Linked DNA regions of Mus musculus: region 1 is linked to region 2. The links are chromatin contacts, called in public promoter capture Hi-C maps. All regions are on one chromosome and are shown on one strand. The core of a region is the stretch at or near the end of the contact, and the rest is flanking DNA. Distances in the headings are between cores, read along the strand shown. Region 1 holds the start of Zfp551 (zinc fingr protein 551). Region 2 holds the start of Zik1 (zinc finger protein interacting with K protein 1).

What was found. Promoter capture Hi-C pulls out the DNA fragments that hold promoters and counts their contacts.
Region 1: a contact with region 2 is called in a promoter capture Hi-C map of pre-B cells. The contact joins the promoter of Zfp551 here to the promoter of Zik1 in region 2. A contact is called at or near these places in 5 of 39 promoter capture datasets (cranial neural crest, frontonasal cranial neural crest, hippocampal neurons and 2 more).

Annotation. Positions count from the first base shown.
Region 1 is chr7:12,420,639-12,423,750 of GRCm38.p6, reverse strand. Zfp551 (zinc fingr protein 551) reads left to right here and starts at 1,260. Exons shown (of 4, transcript NM_001033820.3): 1 at 1,260-1,361; 2 at 1,905-1,943. The coding sequence starts at 1,263.
Region 2 is chr7:10,493,347-10,496,772 of GRCm38.p6, reverse strand. Zik1 (zinc finger protein interacting with K protein 1) reads left to right here and starts at 1,392. Exons shown (of 4, transcript NM_009577.3): 1 at 1,392-1,631; 2 at 2,245-2,283. The coding sequence starts at 2,251.

The DNA of each region.
Region 1 (3,112 bases), core at 11-2,510, 1.9 Mb before region 2:
ATTTCATTCAGCAGTTTCTTGACAAATATATATTTGGGGCAACTGGAAGACATAGTGAATTTATAAATTCTTAAGGCAACTGCTTCTTTGGAAGTTGAACAAGACATACTAAATGAAAAATATAAAATTGGATCTGCGCATTAGGCACAATCACTAGAAAATAGGTAGGAAAGCAGCTGTCTGTGGGAACAAGAGGCAAAGATGTCCCTTTAGCTTCTGATCTACGGTAGTCAAAACATTGTTCCTTATCTTCCATACAATGTACCCAATTAACATTGTTTTTGTCTTGTCATTAACTGAGTATACAGGGAGTTAAAAATTTAGTTATCAATGATTTTGAATGAAAGCGTTTGAACAGCAATAAAAATGCATATTATAGCCAAGCCAACAGTTTTTGCACACATATGTGTATGTGTACAAGTACGGGTACAGGCATGGGTATAGGTATGTATGTATGATGTACACACACACACACACACACACACACACACACAGAGAGAGAGAGAGAGAGAGAGAGAGAGAGAGAGAGAGAGCATTTGTGTGTGAGCACTGGTGAGGGGTTCTTAAAGGCACATGGGTGACACGAATATCTGAAATACCATAAAGTCTCATCCATCATGGATGGGATGACCTCTTGAGAACTGCATCATGGAGTCCCTGAGTGTATACATAAATATACAGATACACAAGCACACATATAGTGCCTAAACTACTATACGGAATATGTTCATTTGAATTTGTTTCTTTATAGCCTCTTGATGCACAAAGAACTTCATGGTGTCTGAAATAAGACATCATCACAGTGGCTATCAGCCATACAACAGATCCCAGGAATACTGAAACAGTTTTATTTAAGTATCTTTCCTCGCCAGAAAGCTGTAGTCACAAACTCATATAAGCATGCCTGTTTTCTTTTAAACTAAGTTCATAGGGGTCAGGCTTGGGGGCAGGGTACCTGCCTGGGGAGCGACGGAAACTACATTTCCCGGGATGCAATACGCGAGACGATGGGGGTGGAGTTGAGCCCGTGGAAATTCGGCATTTATTTGTATTATTATTTTTTGGGGTGTGTGTTTGTGGACTAGTGCGCGGTTCGTGTCTGGAGCTAGATTTCCAGCGTGGTCTTTTTGGTGGTCGTTTAGGCGTTTCTGAGGTTTGTTTACCTAACTGGAAGCTCGGCGAGGTGGGCAGTTCTTATGGCAGAGCGCAAAGAGCTGCTCTGTGTTACAGAGGCCCTGCTGAGGCCCAGCGACTCCGCCCACATGCCCCGAGCCAGGCCTAGGGAAGAGACCTCGGCGACCTGGTCCTTGCTTCCTCTACAGAATCCAATGGCTGTGGCCATGCACAGGAACATAGCCCAGGTAAGTGCTGCGTCTTGCGCTGTCACCCGAGCGCTAGAGCCCCGGAAGAGGCCCCATCATGACCCTGAAGTTCCTAGTTGGTGCTCCTGGCAGCAGAACAGCTGTGTGCAGGGGTTTGTGAGTGTTGCAGAGGGATGCCTCCTGAAAGGGCTGCTAGGCAGGGAAGATTTTGAGTCCTAGTAGCCAAGTGTTTGTAGAAGCAGTTGTGAGGTCGATTTGCACCTGAGGAATTTGAGTTTAATTCTTCAGACACCGGGAGCCAGTGAGAATTGTGAACAGAGATCCTATTCGGGAATAGGATTCTAAATTTTCCTGAAGTTACTCAGAGCAAGGACAAACAGGAGGAGATATGAGGGGCAGGAGAGAGTTGTGCCACCGGTGTGACAGCTCTCAGGTGAGATTCAGAATTGTGGACCACTGCATAGACAGATTTGTAGTAATCCCAGGCCTTCTGACCCCACGGTGATCAGGGTCACTGTGTGACTGAAGCCTGTGAAGACCGCCTATGGCTGCTAGATTCTAAGAGCCTCCTCCTTTTTTCAGGTTCCCCTGACTTCAGAACCAGTTATGGAGCTTGGCCTGGTAAGTGGATCCTGCCATTACCCTCATGCTACCAACAGGTTTTAGGTTAGTGGTGTCCTTGGTCTATTATCTCAGTGTGCCCTAGTAGCCTGGTGCCTTGCAGTCTTGAACAGGTTAGGTACATAACCCAGAGATGTGTAGGCTGTGAGTTGTATGAAATTCTTGGCAAGTGTGAACAGAAGTGTAGAAGGTTGCTTCTCCCACGGTGTGTGCCAGTATGTGCCTGTGCCTGAAGGGGAGACTGAATTACTTAGGCATGTGCAGAAAGATCTTTCTCCTTAGAATAAGGATCAGTGAGGTGAAGGTGTCAGACCCAGAATAATTCTCTGAAAAGCAGAATGTGTACTTTATATGTAGAAATGACAATGGGAAATTTGGGTGTGGAGAAGGCTGGCAAGCCAACTTATTCTCCTCAGGCTCCTTGTTGCCGGCTGCTGCACGGGAAACCGACTGTGGAAGAAGGGAAATGGTGTTGTGTAGACAGTAATTCTGTGGAGACATGAACAAGCATCTAGGAGTCCCAGATAGGGAAGAGAGGACAGACCAAAGTACAACTTGGTAAGCCAGTGAGCTTTACTGGGGTTACTTACAGGAGTATGAGTGAGGGAACATTAGATAGCCGTGTCAACAAAACCCACCCCAGCATGGATTGATGACTCTAGGAAACTGGAACCCTAGAGCACATGGTATAAACTTGGAGATAGTGTGACAGGTTTTAGTGTCTTTGCTAGGCATCACATCTGGTCTGATCACTTCGACTATCTCTGCTCTTTATACTGGGCTGAAAGGGGTCTAGTGCATCACAATGTAGCTCAAGCTAGCTTTGAACTTGTGACAGTCTCCTAAGTACTGGAATTATAGGCATGAGTTATAATACCCGGCTTCCACTGGTAATTGTTGGTGGGTGTCTTAGGGCTTTATCGCAGTGAAAAGACACCATGACTCTGGCAATTCTTAGAAAGGAAACATTTAATTGAGGTTGGCTTATAGTTTTAGAGGTTAGTCTGTTAACAGAAATATGTAATCTCAGTCAGTGGTTTTGCCCTCCCTTTGATCATTTGGTTCCTGGATAAATGATACACAACTTTTATTATTATAATAAGCCTTCATCAACACTAGAGCTGGGCAGATATCTACCCTCTATGCTATTAGAATCTATTTCTCCACCA
Region 2 (3,426 bases), core at 143-2,642:
ATAATGTATGTATAGCTTTGTTGCATAACTGTTAACTGTGAGATTGAAACATTCCATTCTTAAGTAGGCAGTTGAGACAATGCAAAATAGCTTCAGAAAGTGCCCCCCCCCAAAAATGAGATTTTCAAGGCACATTTTTCCTTAATAAACCAAGCTGCAAAGAAGACTGCGTCCAGACCAGTTAGTTTCCTAGAAGTAGTAGAAAGCTCAGCTAGCCACTTGGAAATTTAGACAACTGAGTATCATTGAAAAGACACTCCAACCTGTTCAATTGACTTTCACTGTTGGTATTTGTTGATATTTTAGTTTGACTCATGCTCTGTAACCATGCTAGCCCAGAACTAATAATTCTCTTCCCTCTGGCATCCTTTGTAGGAATTGCATGGTGTACATCAGCATGAGTTACAACTTTAGCTATCTCTGGTCCTGAGATTGATGGATGCCAAATATACAAATACAGACAAACACAAAACTTTTCATATGCTAGGAGTTTAAGATTTGCTTGAACTCTGTTTAACTTTGTCTTTTTTGTAGTTGTGTACAAGAGTTACATTTAGTTTATGGCCAGTTGGTGGCTGCTGCTCTCTACCTCTATAAGCGGCGCCCTCAGGAGAGGGCGAGTTGCAGAACTTGCTGGCCTCACACAGATCCTGATTTCTTTTTTTTCCTGGAGAGGCAATTTCTGCTTTTTATTGATATTCAGGCTAGTCAGCCAACTTTCTAGCTACCGGACAGATCTAGTTGAAGCTTAAGGAGCTGTGTGTGTTCTCTTAGGGCAACACTGAAGAAGAGGCAAATCAAGTGCCATAGGAGTGGTATTAGAATACAAAGGGAGGGGGTATTTAAGCAGACAACAGGGAAATGTAGGAGTCACTATGGATTTAAATTCGACTCCCTGCAAGTGGCTTCCAACAGTGGACTAGGAGGCCAAGTGCCCTGAGCTAGTTCAAGAGGCTAGGCATGGGCTCTCCATCGGATGTCTGCCCAGCATTTGGGTACACATGGAGAAATCCCGCAGTTCCCCCGGAGTTTGAGTTCATCTATACAACCACAGCCTCTTTTGACCTCCAGTCTAGCATCCTTGTATTCTGTTTGCCCCCAAGTTGGAAAACACTGGGGTGGGTGGCCCCAGACTATGGCCGAGGACTTCAGAAAAGAAGACAGATGAAAAGGGTTGTTTGCTAGCGTACATGGCGCTTCCCAGCACACATCCCTTTTGGCCTTTGTTCCAGGTGATGAAGTTGCACAGCTTCCCCACCCACAGACGCATATCTGAAGGAACTACGTTACCCAGAATGCACTATCCACAGAGAGAGGAGCATGAGCCAATGAGAATTTAGGATAGTACCATCTTCGGGTTTGGCTGGAGGAATGGGGCGGGATTTCCGGCTGCGCTCTGTGGCGCTCATTTTAGCGGTTTTTGGGTCCCTCCTTCCAGATCGTGTGCAAGACCCCTTTGTCCAGAGGTGTACGGATCGAAGAATCTCAAAGGAGCGGTTCTAAGGGCGTAATATTCATCGCAGCCCCGGCACTGACAGTGGCAGTATTGTCCAGGTCCCTCGTCCCCGTTTCCCCGTTGTCTGCGCTCGCTTACTTGGATGGCTGTGCCCACGCTCATGCACCAGGCTTAGGTAAGTGGTGCGACATTTGTGGCTCCCTTGTCCTCGCCACTTATCTTGCAGAGTCGGAATTAGGGAGTCCCCTTAAGTCGCTACTCCCCAGATCCCTGTATTAGTAGGAGTACGTGATTCGGCTTTTCTATTTGCAAAGCTACAATGAGGAGGCGGAGTGGTACAGCCAGGGCCATAGTGTGTGTAATTTCTTGGAGCGACGCTGAAGTGTGGACTATTTAGGCCCGTAATAATGAGATGAAGTGTTGTACCATTTTCCCCATGACAGGAATTCGTGTTATGGAAAAACTACACAGACTTGAGTGTGGGTTTTAGGGTTTCCAAAAAGCTGCTGCTCGTGATGAGAGTATGTATGTATATATGTATGTATATTCTCATCTCAGCTAGTTCTTGGACCACCCTAGGGTTTTCCAACCTGGGAGTTGTGTGGAGATATATTATAGGCCAGTTGAGTCATTGTTCAAGGGTCCATAAGTAAGCACAAGCACTGAGGATTTAGGATCAGATGTAACGAGGGCATCCCTATGTCACTTTGCTCCGGGTTGGGAGAGGGTATAGGAAAACCTAAAGCTTTGGGTCCCTGCCATCATTCATAACATCTCTCATCTCACAGGTGTCCATGACTGCAGAAATGGATATGGCCCTCATGCAGGTGAGGAGAATATGTCCTAGGCTGTCACTGAGATATTTGTCTTGAGTCAAAGGGGCCTTAACAAATTGAAGATTGGAGTAGTTCCTTTTGGTAACAAACAATAGAATGTGATCTGTAAGGTTGACGCAGGCATTGATTGGCATGTGTAAATGTTTGGAGATGAGGCTCATGTGGTTCATAGAACCCCAAGTGTTTTCTTCTGAGGGAAGTGAAAGCAGCAGGGCAGGATTCAGATCTGGAATGAATCTCAGCGTTCTGCTTTAGAGTGATGAGAGTAATTCAACATTTAGGGAAAGGAAAGGGAAGAGGAGGGAGGTGATCTAATCTTAGTCACATAAGCCTCCATGTTTCTGTGGCATGGAGAACCCAGTTATTGTGAGGAAGTCAATAAGACCATGGGGGAAGCTGCCATAATAGTTTGGGAAAGTGTTAGCAGTGATTACACCAGGGTGAAGATGGAGGAAGTGGCAGGAGTCTAGATTAGTTTTGAAATTGGAGCTGCTTAGAGTCTCAGATTTTAAAGAAGGGAAGATACTATTTATACAGGCTGTAGGACAGTGGTTCTCAACCTTCCTAATGCTGCCATCCTTTAGTTCCTCATGTTGGGGTGACCCTCAATCATAAAATTATTTTCATTGCTACCTCATAACTATACTTTTGCTACCTTTATGAACTGGAACATAAATACCTGTGTTTTCCTTTGGTCCTAGGCATCCCCGTGAAAGGGTCTTTAACCCCAAATGAGTCACAGCCCACAGGTTGAGAACCACTGCTTTAGGACTTTAAAATCTAGAAGGATGGATACTCCATCAAATGTAATATAAAGTTGGTAATCAGGTTCGTTTCCATTTAGAATATTTTTTAATTGTTTTTGGCTACTTCTAAGGTCTTTCACAATCAATGAAGGAAGATATCATGTGGTAGGTGGCTTTATAGGCCTTGAATTTGAGAGGAAGTTTAAGATAGATATATCTAAAAAAAGTGCTGGTCAGTGTTTAGCAAAAAAAATGTAAGTGTGCATTGATTGTAAGTAGGGGTAGTTCTGTTTCTCGTAACAGTAATATATTAGCTACTCAGGAACGGTGGAACAATGATTGAGTTTTGGACATCTGGGTAGAAGTGATAGCCATTAGAAACACAGTT